Regions from separate parts of the Mus musculus genome. Here all the other regions are linked to region 1. Evidence: chromatin contacts called from public HiChIP or PLAC-seq and promoter capture Hi-C data. All regions are on one chromosome and are shown on one strand. Each heading gives the region's core, a stretch centred on a gene start, on an enhancer-like site or on the middle of the called end of the contact. The rest is flanking DNA. Distances are from core to core; before and after follow the strand shown. Region 1 holds the start of Top2b (topoisomerase (DNA) II beta). Region 2 holds the start of Ube2e2 (ubiquitin-conjugating enzyme E2E 2). Region 3 holds the start of Thoc7 (THO complex 7). Region 4 has its middle 17 kb from the start of Atxn7. Region 5 holds the start of Atxn7 (ataxin 7). Region 6 overlaps Atxn7 (ataxin 7). Region 7 overlaps Atxn7 (ataxin 7).

Region 1 (2,652 bases), core at 114-2,613:
GCTACCCCAGCCTCATCGAAACCTCAACCAAACAAAGAAAACAAGGAACAAAAATGCCAACCAATACCAAAGTTCCTTAGTGTGTTCAAAAGGCGGGGAACTAGGATCCTCTGGAAGGGATGTGTTAAAGTCCCTGAAATGTGTAAATTTTCTGTCCAAGCTGCTGGCCTCATCTACTAAGTCCGGTGTTTTGTTTGGGAAATGACCCTGGTCTGAACTCAGTGCTGAGTAAGTGAAATGCTGGAGTTATCGATCTGTCCTGGGAGCCGCGTTCCAACTGCTCCCGCTGCACTTGCTAAGTCCACCTCCCTCCAGGAACTGAGCTCTGCAATCCTCCAAGTTCAGGCTTAAGCACCCCCTCACCTCCGAGGGACACCCCTGGGCCCCCACACGGTGTACACGGGAGGCTGACGTAAGTAAACTCTTCTTTTAATCCCGCGGGCGGTCTCTAGCCTGCTGTCAAAGTCGTCCCAAATACCCTCTCTGCGGAATGAGCCTTTTCTGGGGAGGCGCAACCCGCAGTGACCATTCAAGTGCACATTCCTCTGGGACAGGCCGCCGGAAGCCGTAGCATACCGGGCACTATTTTCTGGTGCTGCACTTATGGAGGGTTGGCCCGGAGGCTCGCATTATCGCGGTCCCCCCACTCTCGGTGTGCACCCTGAAGTTTCCGGTGAGCATTGTTCAGCAGCCTGAGCCTTGGTGGAGGCGAAAGCAGAGAGAAAGGGCACACGGGGCTAGGCCCCGACTGCAGCCTGACAGGGCGCCCGCCGCACCACGCTCTCACCCCGCCCGCGTCGCCCGCGGCCCACGAACAATGCGCCCGCCCGCGCCGCACTCACCACCCAGGTCAGCGCCCCGTCAGAGCCCGCGAGGCTGGACTTGGCCATGGCAGCGCCTCCCGTGCAGGCCAGGGGCTGCTCGCGCTCCGGGGACGCCGGGCCCGCCGCTCGCACTGACCGCTGCGCGCAGCACTCCTAGCCGCGCCCCATCGCGGGCCCGAGCCGCTGAGGAGGCCGCGCTGCCCGCCGCCCTCAAACTCGAGCGCGGCGCCCGGGCCTACAGAGTGGTCGAGGACTAGGAAGGGCTGGCGATGCGGCGCGGCCTTCCGGGACCCACGCGGGCGATTGGGATCGCGGATGAGGGACGAGGTTGAAGCGGGCCGGCTAGGACTCGCGAGCCAGAGCCCTGACAGGAATGAGCCGCTGCTTCTCCTCAAGCCACCGAAGCCGCAGAGTCCTCGCCGCGGTCGCCGCAGCCTCAAAGGCCGCCACTGCCTCAAAACCGCCCAAGCGGCGTCTGAACCGGTCCTCCGGAGCACAGTCCAAGAGGGACAATAAACAGAGCCGCCGTGGTGGCCTCCCTTTAGTCCGGCATAACACGGCACACACAGGCGCGCTCCGGGAGGGGGAGGGTGCGGTGGTCACCGGCTGTCAGTCAACCATGGATCGTCCAATCACAGCCTTGTCACTACAGTACTTCGACCAATCCCAAAATTTCAGGCCCCTAGGGGGGCGGGACCCGAGGGGAAAACGTCATTGCGGGTAGCAACTGAGAGGCAGACTTGGGTTTTTTGTTTGTGTCTGAGAGAGAGTGTAAGGGAGAGCGAGGCGAGTGAATGGGGTTTCCGTCAGAAGGGAGAGCAGGCGGCTGTCAAGAGTCATTCCGGGGCATCCAAAGGAGCCGGGAGTCCTGGGACAAGGGCTGTGGAAACCTCCGGACTGTGTCCTGCAGACTTGCCGCGAGGCCGCGGGGGGAGCGGGAGCGGGGGGGGGGGGGGGGAGGGTTGGGGGCAGGGAGGCAGGAAGCCCTAGCCGCCCCCAGGGACTGGGCCCCGGAGGGAGCTAGCGAACTGCAGACGGGACCGTGCGCCGCCTAGAGCAGCCGGACCCCGCGCTCAGGCCCCAGGTTGCTGCTGCATCCGCCCGACCCCCGACCGACCGTCTCTCTGCCTTGCCCCTAAACAGGGCAAGCGGTCTTCAGTGCCACCAGTTAGGGAACTTGGGGTGCTAAGAGTGCCCAGAGAACGTTCCCGGGAAGGAATGCGAACGGGTCAGGACTCCCTTTTCTGGCTACAGACCTTTCCTCCCAACAATGCAGACAGGTCCCTGTCACTTCTCAGCTTTCAGGTACACATCATGAAATAGACTTTTTTCGTGTGGAAGCTTTCTAAGAATAAAATTTGCAACGCCAAAGCTTTTGGCAGATGGAAGAGCTCTTGACTTCACCCAGCCTGTAAATGGAATTGCATTCAACAAGTTCTCTTTGGGCATACTCCCAGCCATGCTCTGTCAGGCGTGGCAATGGGTTTAAAGGGACAACAGCCTCCTCCGACGTCAATCTTCCAAGAGTGACTAACAGGAGGACACCACACCGAAGAACTTTACCCAGCTAGAGCTAACAACTTTCTGTGAAAGTATTTCCTTGAGTCTCTCCGGCAGCTGAGTGCTTCCCTTAAGGGAAACTTTGGGGTCACACCTCTCAATCGCTGCTGCATTCTGAATCCAAGTGGGGAGCTCTGAAACACGGAAATCATTTCAATGTAGTTCTTAATTAGCTCTCTGGAGACCGTGGAATTTCAGTTTATTTGGGGATTCTGACTAAGAACACCAAAACCTTTCTTTACTTTGAATCTAGTGTTAAAGCTTATAA
Region 2 (2,652 bases), core at 60-2,559, 2.5 Mb before region 1:
TTTCACTCATTTCTAACTCTTCCTCTCATACATTCTTGAGCTGACATTCGTAAGGACAAAGGTGCTGTCATTTTTTTTTTCTCAGTAGTCAGTTCCAGGCTAGACATTACTAGCTGCTTTGGGCAGTTTTCAGTGATGTAATTGGTTAAAAGCCAGTTCTTGAATGTATCTCGTGGAAGCATTTTCTGTTCCAGATACAGGTTATGAGTCTTGTATTGCTCTAGTCTCTGGGGTCTTTTTGCACTAGTTGTTTAGGCTGCTTGATTGACTCAGAACTTCACATTCCCATGGTGGCCTATGGCATCTGGTAGGTTGGGTTTCCCATGGTTTCCTATGTATTGGCTAGCACTGTTCAAGTGATTTGGACCATACTTGAAATGGAGGTCTGTCTTTAGCCCTCTCTGCTGAGCAGGACTAGTGCATGGGCTCAGCCACTCCCAAGAATCCTCACAGAAGTTAAGAGTAGTCCTAGATCTCAGCGGTTATGATAGGCTGGAGGTGTTGTGTGTGTGTGTGTGTGGGTGGTGGTGGTGGTGGTGGTGGTGGTGGTGGTGGTGGTGGTGGTGGTGGTGGTGAAGTGAGTTCATGGGCGCTGAGTTAACAAAGCATGTGCAGGTTTTTGTTTTGTTTTGTTTTGTTTTGTTTTAAGTAGCTATTTTGGGCTACAATGACAGGGCAACCTTATATTCCTCAGGCCACCCACAGCATGGCTACTATCCCACCTGTGTCTTTCAGGCACAGTGGCAGCCTCCCACTTGCTCTGATAGTGCTGCCCCCTTCGTCCCGCCCCGCCCTCCCCAGCCTCCCAGAGTGACAGCTAGCAGCCCTGGACAGGACTAGGCACCGCAGGACCTTCCCTGCAGCAGTTAAGGGGTAAAATGTGGCTTCACCCGGGCCCACGCGAAGTTTTCCAACAGCGGTGCAGGTGGGTCCTGCGCGAGCACGAGCTGGTGGTGCAGGTGTGTGTGTGTGTGTGTGTGTGTGTGTGTGTGTGTGTGTGTTCTCCCTACCCCTCATCCCAGTCCGCCGCACTGCACCTTATTGAAGCGCAACCCCACCCCTTAGCCCGCGTGTCCCTTTAATTCGTGCGCTCCTCAAGGTCCTCTCGTCCCTCCCTTCCCGCCGCCGTTGAGCCTCGATTTCCCTCCTCCCTTTCCCTTCGCCCTAACCCGCCTTTGCTCCGGCCCGCCCAGCCCAGGACTCAGCTGTCACTTTACTTTTGCGCGCGCACCTCACAGGTCCTCGAGCGGGCACGCGCCGGCGGGGGCGGGGCTAAATCGCGTCGCGGGCTCGCGGGCGCGACACCGCGAGGCCGACGTGGGGCTCGCGCTGTCGCGGGCTCTCAGGGCAGGCAGGGCGAGCGCGCGCTTGGGAGGGGGCGCGCGCGGACGGCGGGCGGCGGCGGCGGTGGCGGCGGCGGCGGCTCGCGGAGGCGGCGGTTTCACTCCCGGACTCGGCGTCGGAGCCGCGGCTGGAGCGCGGGCGACGCCGCGAGGTGAGTAGGTGAGGGCGGGCGGGCGTGGCCGCGGCCAGAGCCGCGGCGTGGGGCGCGCGGGGACCCCACGCGGCGAGGGCCAGCCCGGCGAGATCCCCGCCCCCGCCGCGGCCTCGGCTCGGGTGCGCGCCCGCGGCCCCGCAGGCCTCCCTGACCCTGCGCGTGTCCGCTGGGGCCCGCGCGCCCCTCCCCCGTCCCGCAGAGTGTGGCCGTCCTTCGCCCACGAGGACCTCTCCCCTCCCCTCCCGAGCCCACCGCAGCCAGGAACTAAGTCTCCGCAAAGTCCAGGATGGATGTCGCGGCGCAAAGTGCCCGGCTGTCCGGAGCTCTTCCCAAATTGCATAATTGCTACAGGAGGTGAGGGTGAGGGAGTACCCGCTGGGTGTGTGCGTGATGCCCCGGGGTGTGGGTTGTCACACTGGTCTTTTGTAATGCCCGATGCTTGGCACAGTTTGGCTCCGAAGCCAGTTTTCCTCTGGCTTCTCTGCAGCACCCACTGGCCTGATTGGAAACTGGATTACCCTTGTCCTCCCACCCCCACCCACCCCCTCTTCGCTACTAATGTTTTGATCCATTTGCCCTTTTCCAATTCTAATGAACATAAAGCCTGGCTTCTTGTGTCTCTTTTTCCACAACTAACCAGAAATGCCCCATCCATCTTCCCTAAAGGAAATTAAGGCCGCATTAGAGAGACATCATCACCCTGGGCTTGGTGGCAGCTCTTGGACTTATTTGCTGATTTGCAAGATTCTTATCCTCTAACCTTGTATTTTGTAATTTTGAGGGTCTACTTGAGTATTTCCATTTTAAAGTACAAAAGAATGTGCTAGGACTTACCTCTGATTACCTTACTGTTTTTAAGATTTTTTTAAAGCTCATCTTAGTTTTAAATCCTTGGATTTTGAAAAGCATGCTCTAGAAATGCAATCTTGGGAATCTAAATATTTGTCTTTCTTCAGGCAGTCAGGATGCTCCTGGGCGCTTGGCAGTCTTGTTTGTGGGTGATGGTGAAGATGGAGTGTTTTCATATGTCATACCTTGAGCTCTTTCCTCTAGGGCACAGCACTTCCCTCAATCAGGTGCTCCACTTTTATTTTCCAAATAAATATCTTTTCAGACACTTGGGAAGCTGGATAGCGCTACAGGTTTGGCGTATA
Region 3 (2,652 bases), core at 111-2,610, 2.4 Mb after region 1:
TTAGGAGGAGCCTTTAGACCAGTACTCTTTCAAAAAGTCAGCGAGCAGTTCCACATTTGGAAGAGGTCATTTATGCTTCAAAATCTTCATTCAGGGTAATTTCTGCCTTTGTGACAAAAGTAGATACTGTATTTGACCCATACATAGTTCTGCCTAGAGGTTAAAAACCACCTCCCTTGAATGATCCCAAGTCTTCCGCTAGAAAGAACTGAGGGAACACAGGGCCGATGCATGGATCCCACTTAAGAAATCTCAACAACCAAAAAATGACCCCACACCATTGCCTTATGCAGGATCTGAAGGTTCAAGGGATTGGGATCATGAAAACTGATAAACAAAAACCTGGGTTATAAAGTCAAACTCTACCCTGTTGGAGGTCAAATCAACTCTCAACAGGAACATGGTTCCACTAGGAGAACATTCCTCAATGTTGAATCAAAATGATTTTTTGTTTTGTTTTGTTTTGTTTTGTTTTTTTGTTTTGTTTTGTTTTGTTTTTTGTTTTTCGAGACAGGGTTTCTCTGTGTAGCCCTGGCTGTCCTGGAACTCACTTTGTAGACCAGACTGGCCTCGACTGCCTGCCTCTGCCTTCCAAGTGCTGGGACTAAAGGCGAGCGCATTCACTGCCCGACTCCCCCCCCCCCCCCGGGAGGGGGGTGGTTTATTTCATTTTTCAGAAGAGATGACACTATAACCTGCAGTGTGTTCTAGAAATGTGTACTCCGCACCCCCAAGTAATGTGTTTGCAATGAGCAGCACCCCCACCCCCAACACCTACTTTCAACTTCCCTTTAAGAAGCAGTTTTTGAAAAGCAAAGTTAGTATGAAAATGAAGGCACCCCATCTGGATTCCAGCAGCGAGGGAGAACTGGATGAGAGGTGAGAACCGGAGGGACCTGAGCCCTGGGTCCTGAGTGACGCTCCCCAGACAGGTGACCAAGTTTCTTTCCCCCGCTTCGCCAGCACCCGCCAGAGCTCAGGAAGGGAGGATGGCTTGCCGCGCCCGCCTCAAGAATACGGGTTCGAGACCCACGGCGGCAGTGGCCGCGCCCCCGTCCCACCGGAGCGCACGGTCGGGGCAGCCCGGGACAGAGGTCACCTGGAGCGTCAGGCGCGGAGCCCCGCGAGCGCGCGCAGCCCGAAGCTCACCTGGCGGCTGGCCGCGGCCTCCAGGGCGGCCTGTGGGCGCGGGCAGGGCGGGACGGCGGTGTCCCCGGGCCCAGCCGCCGCCGCCCGCCCTCCCGCCGCCCGTCTCGCCCTTCACCCGCCGGCCGCTCCGCGCCCCAGGAGAGCGGCGAGCGCGGGTCCGCGGCGGCGCGGCGCGCGCGCCGGCGCGACTCAAAAGTCGGAGAGGGCGGCGGGCGCCGCCGCCTCCTCCTCCATGACTGTTTACCCGGCTGCATTGTGGGAGTTTGACCTTCGCCGCCAACCGCCGCCTCAGCTCGGCCGCCGCCGCCGCCGCGCACGCCATGGGAGCCGTGACTGACGGTGAGGCCTCGGCGGGTGCGGGGACGCGGGGCAGCGCCGGGATCCGGGCCGTCTGGGGTGGGGGGCTCCCGGGGCGGTGCGCGGCGGGGAGAGGCGCAGGGCGGCTCGCTCGGCCCGGGCGATGCAGTGCCCCGAGGGGGCCGCCTGGGGGGCTTCCCGGGCCGGGCTGGGTCGGGCCCACGGGCAGCGCGGCGGGCCCCAGGGAGCGCAGGAGCTCGGAGGGCGGTGGAGTGAGGACCCCGAGCTGGGGACGGCGGCTAAGAGGAACAGGGGTGTCTGGAGGGCCGGTCGGGAAGTGTATCTGGGCGACTTACAAGGTAAGGCGCCAGCATGGGAAGAGGCCGGCGGCTTGGACCGCGGCAACAAAAGGAAGGCATGTTGGAGCGGGTGAGTTGTTGGCCTGAGTGGATTAGGAGTGATGGATGGTGGACAGTAGATGTCTGTGGGCTGAGAGCAGAAATAAGAGCGCGTTTGGGAGAAGGATGGACTGACACGATAGGCAACTGGAGCAGGAACTGAGAAGGTACCCGCTTTGGTAGAAAGGTTCCGGTGGCTTGATGTTGTTTGATGGGCTGATCAATAGCTATGGATCCCAGTGGAGAAACAGGGGACTTCCAGAAATGAACAACGATCGGCCCAAATTTGAGGACGGGCCGAGGAAATACCGATGTGGGTATAAATAAAGGCCTCGGAACTTGGTAGGGGGGATTTTAACCTTGGTTTTGTTTTTTTTTAATTCGAGTTTAATTTATTCAGGAAGTACTTAGCTTACTTCTAGGCAATACTTTACTGAACACGTTTGATACCCAGAAGCAGCAGGTAAAGGTGTTTCCTCTTATACGTCTGCAGTGGCTGTAAACATTAAAAATTGGTAGGGTGGCTGTGTGTGTGTGTGTGTGTGTGTGTGTGCGCGCGCGCGCGCCTGCCTGCCTCTCTTTGAGCTGTCTCTGCCTCCCTCCCTCCCCCAGGCAGGCCACCCTACTAGAGTGGCAGTCAGAGGACACTTGCTGAAGTCACTTCTTCACTTCCACCAGATGGGTCCTGGGAATTGAACTGAGGTGGTCTTTCTACTGGTGATTAGAAAACTTGACAAATTTGCTTTCCCCCTTCCTTTGAAGGGTAAATAGGTGTTTTAAAACTGGAATTACAAGTGACCAACCACTT
Region 4 (2,652 bases), core at 85-2,584, 2.4 Mb after region 1:
CTATATATACCAAATACATGTAATTTTTAATTATTGGTTAAAAATGTGAATTCGGTAAGAAGACCGTGTATTATTTTGGATTATTAAGTTATCTATAGTGCCTAAAAAAGAGCATAACATGTAAAGTGCCCTCTATAAATAACACCTGAGAGAAAGAGACTGCACGTGAAGGAGCTGGCCCTTGAGACGCACCCTGGGCCTGACACGTCCTCACAGTTCCACCTGGCCCAATGACTGGTTTCTGTTTGCTCAGTACATCTGTGAGCGTACAACTCTTCATTCCCTGTCCCTTCTTATTTACTTCTTGGTGTTGTATGAGTCTTTGCTACAGCATCATAAAACACGTCCATCAGTGAATATTCAAGTCATGGAAGTTATCCCTACTCTTCTCCTCTTCCTCTAACAGATAATCTTTGCACACAGAAGTTATCTCAGCATTAAAAAGCTTCTCCGGCGTTTTTCAAAATGTTTTTTTTTCCTCCTTGGACCCCACTACAGCCAGCAATCAGCCACCATGCAAGAAAAGTCCTGTCCCCTCTTTTCGGCACCTCCCTAATATTTCACAATGAATACCGTACATTGTGATAACAATCCTGGTCCTTCATCAGAGAGCTGTCAGAGCTGACTGAATGCTTGTTGTTTTACATGCAGAACTGCCACCTTCCTAAAGCTCTCACATGCTGGCTTGGTAAGAGAGAGAGTGTTATCTCTGCAGATAAACATGCAGGTTGTACAGCATGTTTCCCACTTTTGCTACAGTAGCTTAGGACCTGATGAAGCAAGCATTTGTAGTTCAAGTATGTGCTCATCTATTTCTGAGATTGAAGCTTCTCTAGTCCTTCCTGTCTGCCTTCTGTTCTGCAGTTGAATTGTAACTTATAAGCCTCCACTTCCCCACCCCACTTCCTTCAAGGATAGAGAGAAGGGAGGCATTTTATCACTAATCTAAACTCTTCCAAGCCGTCCAGGGACGACGGCACATTAAGAAAAGGCATCTGACACCAAGCCTCACACCCTAAGTTAGTTCCCCAGGCCCATGTGATGGAGGAGGAGAAACAAGTCCTACAAGCTGTTCTCTGACTTCCATGTGACCCATGTGTACACACACACACAAGACAGAGTAACACACAAAGAAACATGTCATAAATAAATGTAACAAAAGCAACAACAACAACAAAAAAAAACTAAGCTCTTTCAGGATTCCTTACCCTTTTTCCAAATTCTGTGAAGCTCTGTCATCTGGCCAAATGCCAACTGCACTTTGTACTGAGAAGCTATGCTAACTATGACCGCTGTGACTGTGAGACACAGGACTGCCTCGAGTCGCAGAGTTCCCTGTCAGCCTGGAAAGGCCTCAGGTGCCCTAAGTATGCCTGACTCTTCTGTCTGTCAGTCTTGCTGAGGACTCTCCTTTAGCAGCTGCTCTCTGCTGTGTGGGGAGGGAGTAGGTGGGGCTCAAGCTTGGAGCTGGCCATGGGGCTGGAAGACACAAGAGCATACATACTCGACAACGTCCTATGGAAAGGGTGGGCACAGTTTAGCAGAGAGCTAGGAGTCCTGTCTCTAAAAACTTCCTCCAACAGGCCAGGAGGTGGTGGTGCAGGCCTTTACTTGTAGCAGATAGGTTCCTCAAGTTTTGATAAATGTATGCAAGCGGTGCTGGACAGGAGCTTCTGAGCTAAGAAGCAAATGCCCAACAGCACTACTGTCTTCCTTACATCCACTGTCACTTAGCACTCAGAAGTTCATGATTCTTCAAATACTCCAATTGTCACCCTTTGGTGACACTCAAATTGTACTAGAACTGGAAGTAACGCATTCATCCAGCTCTGCTCCATCAGAAGAGTCAGTTACCTTTTCTTCAGGTGCAGGCCAAGACTCCGCTGGTCGGTTTACCAGTGAATCTTCATCTGCTGCAGCTGTACAAGTCCTTCCTTCTTAATCTGTTCAGATTAAAAAGAAGAAGAAGGTGGCAAAGGACTGAAATAGTGAACACAAAGCTAGTCAGAAATCTACAATCTTAGTTTTAAGTTATCACACGTTTTAAATTATTACATGTGTTCTGTGGACCCAAACAGCTAAAATTTCAGGCACTTTAACAAGTCTTCAACAAATGCAATTTATTTTTATGATGAACTTAAATTCACTAGATTTACAATAAACCAAGAACAAATGCTGGGCGTAGTGGCGCACGCCTTTAATCCCAGCACTCGGGAGGCAGAGGCAGGAGGGTTTCTGAGTTCGAGGCCAGCCTGGTCTACAAAGTGAGTTCCAGGACAGCCAGGACTATACAGAGAAACCCTGTCTCGAAAAACCAAAAAAAAAAAAAAAAAAAAAAAAAAAAAAAAAAAAAAAGGAACAAACAACTATTCAATATGTCCAGAGTCAACATCTTTGGGCTTAAAAATCACTGTATGAATTTCCACTAATGAGTTTCCACTTAATGTTTAATGCTGCTATTTGAAAGCCTACACCTATGAAACCTGTCAACTTATACCTTTAAAATAACAGACACATACTGACTATCTGGAAGGCTCACTCTGTTCTTTATGATTCAACAAGATGTAAAAACAATGCAGTGAGGTACAGAGTCAAAGGACTGATGACTAACAAACTGATGCTTAAAAGGTGGTACTCAACCTAAGAAAGTAG
Region 5 (2,652 bases), core at 71-2,570, 2.4 Mb after region 1:
CCCCTAGAAATGAGATTTCTTCCTAAATGTTCTACCCACCCTCTTCCATCCTCTTCAGCAGAGACCTCAATGTGGCAAGCAGGGAAGGTGGGCTGAAGCAACAAGAAAACTTCCCCAAGGTTGGGTACAAACTCCACCAGGGGGGCTGGACTCACCTTCCCGGCAGAGCCCCATGACTTCGCGGTTTTTCCCAAACTCCTTGAAACTTTCATCCAATTCGGTCCCTAGGAGATATACACACACAGGAGGAGGGGAGAGGCAGGTCAGTGGCTAGGAGTGTGACGCACGCTCACGCACGCTCCGGGTAGGTGTGGGCACCCAGCAGAAGATAGCATCTCTGACCCCCGTGGGGGCGGCCACAGGACACGGCGCGGGGGAGGGGATCGGGGCCAGAGGAGGGGGGCGGGGGGGCGGGGGGAACCAGGAGGCGTGGACACTCACCATCCTTCCCAGGAAGTTTGGAAGCTTCCACCCACAGATTCCACGACTGTCCCAGCATCGCTTCGGGACTGGGCAAGGGCCTGCGCTCCCCAACCGTCGCCATGGCGGCGGCCGAGGTGGTGGTGTCCCCGGTGCCGCCGTCCTCCGCCCGTGGGCGCCGCAGCGGCGGGTGCTGCCGCTGGGGCTGCAGAGGCTGTGGCTGCTGCTGCTGCTGCCGGGCGGCCGCTGCTCCGCCCGCCGCGCGGCGCGGCTCCCCCCTGACGTCATCCGCGGCCCGCTCCGACATTCTTTCCGCTCCTACAATGTAACAAAAAGGGGGAAAAGAGTGGCGCGGGGGCCGCTTTTAAGGAGGCTCCGCGGAGTTCCGGCGGCGTGCGCGGCCCGCAGGCCCGCGGTGCTGTCAGCCCCCGGCCCCTGCCGCCGCCCGCCTCCCCGCCCGGGCGCAAAGTCCGCGGCGCCACCGGCTTTCGCTTTCGCCTCCCGCGGCCCTCGTAGGGCGCCGGCTGCGGCTGCCACTGCGGCGCTGGCCGCCCTGCCGGGCCCGGCTCGGGAGGCCAGCGCCCGGAGCCGAACTGCCGCGACCTCAGGCCTGCCTGCGCCCCGGCCCGCGGCTGCCCACCCTGCGGGCGCTCGCATCCCGGCCCAGCCGGCAGCCCCGCTCCTTCCTTCCGTCCGCGCGTCCGTCCGAGCGGCGGCGCCCGGCCGGCTCCCTTAAGCGGAGGCGCCTCCTGTCGCCTCCTCCCCCTCGCCGGTCCCTCCCTCTCTGCTCGCTCCGGCGAAGTTTGCACGTCAAGCCCCCGGAGTGGAGCCAGGGCGAAGTCGGAAACGCAGCCACCTATGGAAGAGCCTGCCGGTCGGCCCCGGCGCAGTAACGAAAGCGTCGCCCAGGCCCTCCCTCCGGAGCCCCGGGCACCAGCAATTCGCTCTGGGCTCGCGGGAGGCTGCACAGTAGCTGGAGCATGAATGGGAAGCAGCCACTGTGCGGACGCCCAGAAACCAAAGCTGCCAGTGGCAGGTGTGAAAATGCCGCCCAGGTGTTAGCCCAGGCGTCCGCATCGAGCCCCTGCTGCTTGGCCAGCCAGGAACGTGCACTTGAGTGCCCACAACTGAAGGTCACACTGTGTCCTGCGAACTTGAATTTCTTCTCCAGCAAGAAGGAAGCTACAAAATCAGTGTATCACTTTAAAGTTGGGTTGTTAGTCTCTCACTATTTATGGCTGTCTTTCCTAGAATCCGATGAGACCCCCATGGCTTAAGGAATATACCAGACGTTCGTCAGATTTGGATCACAAATTAATAAGCACTAGCACATACAGTCACCCCCTCCCCGACCATCAAACAAGTAAAGCACAGGAGTGGACCACCACAGGGTGCCTTTAGTTCCTATTAAGCTGTTATCTCATTTCAGTAAAGCAGCATCTTTTTAGCCTGCTCAGAGCCTCAGGCTTACAGGTGCCTTCTGGGACTGTATGAAGAGGTGAGCTTTCTCGACTTGCTGCTATTATCTGTTGGCTTTGGGGGGGGGGGCAAATATTTAGTAAGACAGATGTGACCAACATCTCTGTTGAAGTACAAAAAACCTTTCAAATGTTAAAATGAACGCAAAAGTGCATATGAAAATGTTTCCATAATATATTAAAGCCAGGACTTGGAGAAGGGGTTTGACATAGGTGCAAGTTTAAAAGCTTGAGCTGGGTGTGGTATGCACCCAGAGTCCCCAGTGTTTGGGAGGCTGAAGCAAGTGTGCAGCATCGTAATACAGGTGAGACTGAGAAACACAGTAAGAGCTTGTCTTAAATAAATAAAGCAGAAACACAATTTCTGTGAGACACATTTAGAAATGTGTCTATAGGGTCCCCCCCCCCCACTGGATTGCACACCAAGAAATCCAAAAAGGAATCTGCTGAGTGTTTATCAAAGGACAGTTGCTTTTTGAACACTCAGGCTATACACCTACATACAGATTCAACTAACTGAAGTTTGGAATATATTTTCCTTAATTTAAAAACTGAGCCTGGCATGGTGGCACACATCTTTAATCCCAGCACTTGGGAGGCAGAGGCAGGCGGATTTCTGAGTTCAAGGCCAGCCTGGTCTACAGAGTGAGTTCCAGGACATCCAGGGCTATACAGAGAAACCCTGTCTCGAAAAACCCAAAAAATTAAATAAATAAATAAATAAATAAATAAATAAAAATAAATAAATACTGTA
Region 6 (2,652 bases), core at 51-2,550, 2.3 Mb after region 1:
GACAAGCTAGTAAGTGGAGAACTAGTAATGTAACCAATGGTATTAACAGACTAGAAAACTTCAAAATTTTATGAACTGATAGAAACCTTTCACTGAAATTCAATAGTTGTTCATGAAAAATAGAAAAAAAGGGAAATAAGTAATAGTAGACAGCATGTCCTGATTTTGATGCAGACTATTCACAAAAGCATCAGCTAAGAGCTTCCATAGCAAAGAAGAGGCGCAGTCCTTCTAAGGAATATCCACCCAGAGCCGTTACTAAAGCAGTGCTCAAAATCTCATGCCTTAAAAATAAAAGGAATGTACACTAATGGAACAGGAGAAACATGTTAATAAATACATTATTTTACTATCCAGTGGGGCACCACAACCATGTTAATATGCTGCATTATAGTACAGCAGAGGCAGCACTACAGCTGTAGTACAGCAGCCGTGAGGGTTAACAAACATGGTAAACTAGAAATAACTACTTTAAGGGTTATTAGCTCATAATTGCAAAATCCCTCAAAACTAATACCAGCAATAAGCCCAAAAGTACAAGAGCACAGACAATGCAATACATTGCAGTACAATTCCAAGCACAGGGTCCATATTCCTCTAATCATAAGGAAAATGTTTTTTCTGTCTTAACAGTCAACAGTAAGAACTAAGGTAGAGTTAGTCCTATGTTTATTTTGAGAATATAGCCTTGTGACTCAAGTTTATTTCATGGACAACAGGTATCTATCATCTGGAACCTACAGTCTCCAGTTCTAAACTGAACTTTAAAAATATTCTCTGATAATTTATATACATACCTGAAAAACACAGAGCACCAGGTTATAGATCAAACATTTGCCTAGTAGGCCACAAGGCCCAGGGTTTAAATTCAGCACAGGCCAAAAACAAACAAACAAAAGCTAAAATAGCATCAAACAATCTAGAATAAAACCTGAGCATTACAGATACTGAAATTTCTTCCCATCCATGTATATGTCACAATGTATCCATCCACCATGTGTGCATCACAGCAAAACATCACTGCTTCCTTAAGGCCTTAGGAGTTAGTATTAACAGTCCTGCTTATGTAATCACTTCATTGAGCTTGCTAGTGTATTGCTGGAAATTTTTGTGCTGGTATTCTAAAGGGACATTGGTCTATAGCTTTCAGCTCTTCTCTGTCTTCCTGGGCTTCAGAAGTCAACTCAAAGTGTCATCTCCTCTTGCACTTTTCACAACACTGGTGTTGATTTGCTGTACATTTTAAAGAGTAGAGCCACCAGGCCAGGCTTCCTGATGACATCACTAATCGAGACTGCACTTGTTTTATACAGACGTTCCAACTTGTCAGTCACTGCAGGAAGTGTGGGCGTCTTTCTGTGCAGTTCTTCTCAGAGAGAATCCTTTCATCTCTATAAAGTGAGCAATAATAGTAGCACTTACATTTCTAACTCTATAGACAGCACACACAGACCTAGCTAAAACCTGGACCCTTTATTGATCTTCACAAATCACTTCGGCTTCACTCATCTTCCACTGTTTTTCTAGTCTCACTCACCTACTTCCAATCTAATCTACACACTGTTCTCTTTGTTTGCTCTGGATCTAGGTGGTGAAATGCTGTTGCTGACCTGAGCTTCCGTGTTTAATAAAGTTGCATACACTTCTACGAAAATTCCTCTTGAGCAAGCACTATTTTAGTTGTATTTTGATTTTATTATGTTGTATTTAAATTTCATTACTCTCAAAATATTTTCTAATTTCTCATAATTGTTTGTCTGACCCATCATTTACTTAGAAGTATATTTATTAGCTTCCATACACTTTAAATTTTTGCTATTTCTTCCCTTTATTAATGTCTCAAATTAAGAAGTAGGCAAAAGAGCTGGCATTTCTCAAAAGTAGATATGGGAACAGCCCACAAGATATGAACAGTCAATATTACCTACTCATCAGAAATGCAAATCAAAGCCGCAGAAGATACCATCCCACATAATATGGCCATAATAAAACCCCCAACAATGACAAGAACAAAAATGCTGACAAGAATACAGAGGAAGGTCAAAAACTATACACTGGGTGGGGATCTAAATTAGTACAGCCATTACAAATATTATAAAAATCTAAAAACAGAACCACTCCATCAGTGGTTCTCAACTTTCTTAATTCTGTGACCCACTAACATAGTTCTTCATGTCGTGGAGACCCCCCAACCATAGAATTATTTTTTTTTTTAATTATTTATTTATTTAATGTGAGTACACCATAGGTGTCTTCAGAGACACCAGAAGAGGGCATCAAGATACTATTACAGATGGTTGTGAGCCACCATGTGGTTGCTGGGAATTGAACTCAGGACCTTTGGAAGAGCAGTCAGTGCTCTTAACCATTGAGCCATATCTCCAGCCCCATTATTTATGTTGCTACTTCCTAAGTGTAATTTTCTTACTGTTATGAATTGTAATGTAATATCTGTGCTTTCCAAATGAAGTAGACAACCCATGAAAAGTTTGTTTAATGTCTGCCCTCTAACAGGTCTTGACACTTAGGTGACAGCCCCTGCACTGCATGATCTAGCTACTTCACTGCTGGTGTACACTCAAAGGACAGAACAGCAATGCCAAGAAGCCATGCTGATTACAGTACTATTCACAATGGCTATGGAGGACTAAA
Region 7 (2,652 bases), core at 103-2,602, 2.3 Mb after region 1:
GCTGTAGCTGACTTTTAAAATGGGGGGGTGGGGGTGGTAAAGAGAAAATTCACATGTGAGCGCAGCTCTGCAATTTCTCTTTAAACTGGCGACAAGACAGGAAAGAGCTGCTACATACCCGTGGGACAATACCCATGCCCACCCTCCCTAAGCACTGTTAGTCCCTGCTGTCTAGAACGACCACCTCAACCTTCAGCATTCCCATCAGTTACCTGTGAGGAGAAGTAAGGTGAACACAAGTGTAACGGTCTACATGAAGGTGGGGTACAATGCTGCCCCCTCTCCTGGGAGGATACTACACTCAGAGGCAGTTCTGAGGGATGAGTATATTGTTTCTTGCTGTGTTTGTACTTCTGCTACATGAATCATAACTATGAGTAACTACAAAACACACTAAGAGCAAAGTTCATATTTGCAATAAGGCCAACACAAGCAGCCAGTTTGAAAATAAGTAGCTATCTCCCCCAGTAATTCTGACATTATCAATTCACATAAATACTAAAAAAAGTAAATTACAATAGGAAGTGCCTTCTTATTTTCTGAAAAATCCCTAAGCAGTTAAATTCTGAGGATGAGGAAAAGGGAAAATAACATAAAAGAGAGCCTCACTTTTTAAGTCAGGGCTCTGGGGTGCTGCTTCTGCAATTCCTGTTCGTAAGCAAGGAGAGAAGATATCCTGATGGATGAAATAACAGGATGAGAGATGAGCTGGAAGTGGTGCAAAAGAGGCTGGAACACAGAACTGTGTGACTGACAGTCAGAAGGAGCCAATGGAAAGCCAGGAACAGACAAGACACAGCACAAGAAGTCACGACTACTCTGAACCCAGTTAGCCACCTCCCGCTCATGGGAAGCACGATACTGTCTTCTAAGTATGCACTCGGAACAGGCGTCAAGCTCCAGCCACGCCGGCACTAATCTTCTCCCCTAACTCTCTTGAAAATAGAAAGGGGTGCGAGTTAACCAGAATGCCTGGAACTGCTCAAGAGGAGACGCATCCTAAGGTTGGTTTGTTGGTTTGTTTGTTTGTTTTGTTGTCTTAAGTCATTGTTGCTTACTACGTCAGTTTGACTTCAGCCTGGAATGTCTGTGCAGACAGACAATGCTCTCTGCCTCCATCTCTAACAGCATCAGGATATTGCCTCTCTGCATAACCTTTCCTGCTTGACGCTTACTCAGGAACACTGTTGCAAGGCATTGGACATTCGGAGGAGATTCCCCTTCACACGGACATGGGCTCTCCTCTGTTAAAGATTACCACGAAAGCTGGGCATCCATTATAGGCAAACCAACCAACCCAACCAGAATTTTCAGAACTGGCCAAAGTCCCCAAGAAAGAGGCAACAAACACGTCCAGATCAGAGTCCACTTCCTACCTGATGGAGGAGGGAATTGTTCGTCAATCCTTGTGCCCCTGAGATGTTGCCTGTGTGTTTCATGTGGACGTTGTTCATAGCTGGCAACTTGGCAACCTTTGTGGGTTTGCTGCCACTGTTGCCAACAGTGCTAGAGCCTGGAGAGCACTTTCTTTTCTTCCCTATGAGTTTGTCTAGAGGAGTGTGTGAGTGTGGGTTGACAGGCAGTTCACTAGCCTGGTGGATGAATGGGCCGAGAGAGAGAGTGGAGTCGCTGCTGTTCACCATTACACTCATCCTCTTGATGGGCTCTGCAGAGCTCACACCAGCGGGACCCCGCCCTGCCTGCTCATGCCGGAGGCTCACCGAGTGTGTTTTATTTGTCACACAGTTGAGGCCGATGCTGTGGGAAGATGGTGCTGTTGACAGGTATGGAGTCCCAGAGTGAGCCACACAGTTTTTCCTAAAAGAGTTCACGGAATGAGAAGAGGAGGAGGAGGAGGATGACGAAGAGGAGGAAGAAGGAACTAACAGTGGGGAACTGTTTTTGCGTTTCTTTCCTGAGCCACCACTGGTACTGCTACTGGCATTGTGACAGTTAGTGCTGAGAGCAGAAGATTCCTTGGGCCTTATAGACTTGCTAGGTTTCCATTTCTGAGGTTTTCTGGACAGAGGGGAAGAGGGGACGGAAGAGAGGCCCGAGGGCGTGGAGGGGGGTGAGGATGAAGCCGACACTTGTCTGGACTGCACACTGCACACAGGGTCCATCGCCCCAGAACCAGCAGGCTGTGCATTTAGCGTCGTTCCATGAGCTGGTACCGATTTGCTATTTGGGGAGATGCAGGTGGACGACAGCAGGACTGGAGGCGCGGAGACAGTGGTTGCTGCTAAGTAGCTGATCCCACCTTGTGATGTCGGCACAGAATTTGTCCGGTGAGGAACACGGGCAGAAACAGGTGATGTGGTACAGGGCACTGGTGGGATTTTCCTGTAAAAAGGAGATATGATGGGTGAGAATTACCAAAGCTGGTCACACATACTTCCCATAATCACAGCTGCCATGAATGGTTTTGGATGGGCACCCCTTTATATTTGGTATTGAGAAACATATTCTCACCAAGATCAATCAATCTAAAAACACAGACTCAGTCCTGATGGATTGCTCCTTCCAGTTCTTTATGCTTCCTGGGGAACGTGGAAGCATACTCTGTCTATGTAGAGTTCACACGCTACAACCCTAGCTTCAGACCTCCACTGCTGACACTTAGCAAGCACTCTTTCTTAAGCCTCAAGCACA

The links. Promoter capture Hi-C pulls out the DNA fragments that hold promoters and counts their contacts. HiChIP or PLAC-seq counts read pairs in DNA pulled down with a chosen protein or histone mark.
Region 2: an H3K4me3 HiChIP or PLAC-seq map of embryonic forebrain shows a contact between it and region 1, with 5 times the contacts expected there. The contact joins the promoter of Ube2e2 here to the promoter of Top2b in region 1. A contact is called at or near these places in 1 of 39 promoter capture datasets (liver) and 2 of 115 datasets of contacts at active chromatin or transcription factors (astrocytes and embryonic forebrain).
Region 3: a contact with region 1 is called in a promoter capture Hi-C map of hematopoietic stem and progenitor cells, with 4 times the contacts expected there. The contact joins the promoter of Thoc7 here to the promoter of Top2b in region 1. A contact is called at or near these places in 5 of 39 promoter capture datasets (the C10 cell line, hematopoietic stem and progenitor cells, liver and 2 more), 1 of 484 Hi-C or Micro-C datasets (B cells), 4 of 115 datasets of contacts at active chromatin or transcription factors (astrocytes, double positive thymocytes, large pre-B cells and 1 more) and 2 of 9 other capture datasets (adipose tissue and liver).
Region 4: a contact with region 1 is called in a promoter capture Hi-C map of liver, with 2.3 times the contacts expected there. The contact joins the enhancer-like site here to the promoter of Top2b in region 1. A contact is called at or near these places in 2 of 39 promoter capture datasets (hippocampal neurons and liver), 2 of 115 datasets of contacts at active chromatin or transcription factors (astrocytes and large pre-B cells) and 1 of 9 other capture datasets (liver).
Region 5: a contact with region 1 is called in a promoter capture Hi-C map of pre-B cells. The contact joins the promoter of Atxn7 here to the promoter of Top2b in region 1. A contact is called at or near these places in 5 of 39 promoter capture datasets (the C10 cell line, hematopoietic stem and progenitor cells, hippocampal neurons and 2 more), 1 of 484 Hi-C or Micro-C datasets (B cells), 3 of 115 datasets of contacts at active chromatin or transcription factors (astrocytes, large pre-B cells and thymic regulatory T cells) and 2 of 9 other capture datasets (adipose tissue and liver).
Region 6: a contact with region 1 is called in an H3K27ac HiChIP or PLAC-seq map of regulatory T cell precursor, with 21 times the contacts expected there. The contact joins the enhancer-like site here to the promoter of Top2b in region 1. A contact is called at or near these places in 2 of 39 promoter capture datasets (the C10 cell line and hippocampal neurons) and 2 of 115 datasets of contacts at active chromatin or transcription factors (double positive thymocytes and regulatory T cell precursor).
Region 7: a promoter capture Hi-C map of liver shows a contact between it and region 1, with 4 times the contacts expected there. The contact joins the enhancer-like site here to the promoter of Top2b in region 1. A contact is called at or near these places in 6 of 39 promoter capture datasets (hematopoietic stem and progenitor cells, hippocampal neurons, liver and 2 more), 3 of 115 datasets of contacts at active chromatin or transcription factors (astrocytes, double positive thymocytes and thymic regulatory T cells) and 1 of 9 other capture datasets (adipose tissue).

Annotation. Positions count from the first base shown.
Region 1 is chr14:16,363,917-16,366,568 of GRCm38.p6, reverse strand. Top2b (topoisomerase (DNA) II beta) reads right to left here and starts at 1,363. Exons shown (of 36, transcript NM_009409.2): 1 at 843-1,363. The coding sequence starts at 890.
Region 2 is chr14:18,892,428-18,895,079 of GRCm38.p6, reverse strand. It overlaps Ube2e2 (ubiquitin-conjugating enzyme E2E 2), which reads left to right and starts at 1,309. Exons shown (of 6, transcript NM_144839.2): 1 at 1,309-1,495.
Region 3 is chr14:13,960,021-13,962,672 of GRCm38.p6, reverse strand. It overlaps Thoc7 (THO complex 7), which reads left to right and starts at 1,360. Exons shown (of 8, transcript NM_025435.3): 1 at 1,360-1,488. The coding sequence starts at 1,470. It also overlaps a transcript of Atxn7 not described here.
Region 4 is chr14:13,994,298-13,996,949 of GRCm38.p6, reverse strand. It overlaps a transcript of Atxn7 not described here. Among named protein-coding and RNA genes, the nearest start is that of Atxn7, 17 kb to the left of the region's middle. Within about 2 kb of position 1,334, at least 18 of the 459 cell types and tissues checked have an H3K27ac peak or open chromatin away from gene starts, as enhancers often do. A contact at or near this core is called in liver, where this site is marked.
Region 5 is chr14:14,011,159-14,013,810 of GRCm38.p6, reverse strand. It overlaps Atxn7 (ataxin 7), which reads right to left and starts at 1,320. Exons shown (of 12, transcript NM_139227.4): 1 at 1,061-1,320; 2 at 442-738; 3 at 156-224. The coding sequence starts at 727.
Region 6 is chr14:14,041,184-14,043,835 of GRCm38.p6, reverse strand. All of the region lies in intron 3 of Atxn7 (ataxin 7), which reads right to left. Among named protein-coding and RNA genes, the nearest start is that of Atxn7, 30 kb to the right of the region's middle. Within about 2 kb of position 1,300, at least 28 of the 459 cell types and tissues checked have an H3K27ac peak or open chromatin away from gene starts, as enhancers often do. A contact at or near this core is called in regulatory T cell precursor, where this site is marked.
Region 7 is chr14:14,099,626-14,102,277 of GRCm38.p6, reverse strand. Atxn7 (ataxin 7) reads right to left here. Exons shown (of 12, transcript NM_139227.4): 11 at 1,377-2,343. Among named protein-coding and RNA genes, the nearest start is that of Psmd6, 20 kb to the left of the region's middle. Within about 2 kb of position 1,352, at least 7 of the 459 cell types and tissues checked have an H3K27ac peak or open chromatin away from gene starts, as enhancers often do. A contact at or near this core is called in liver, where this site is marked.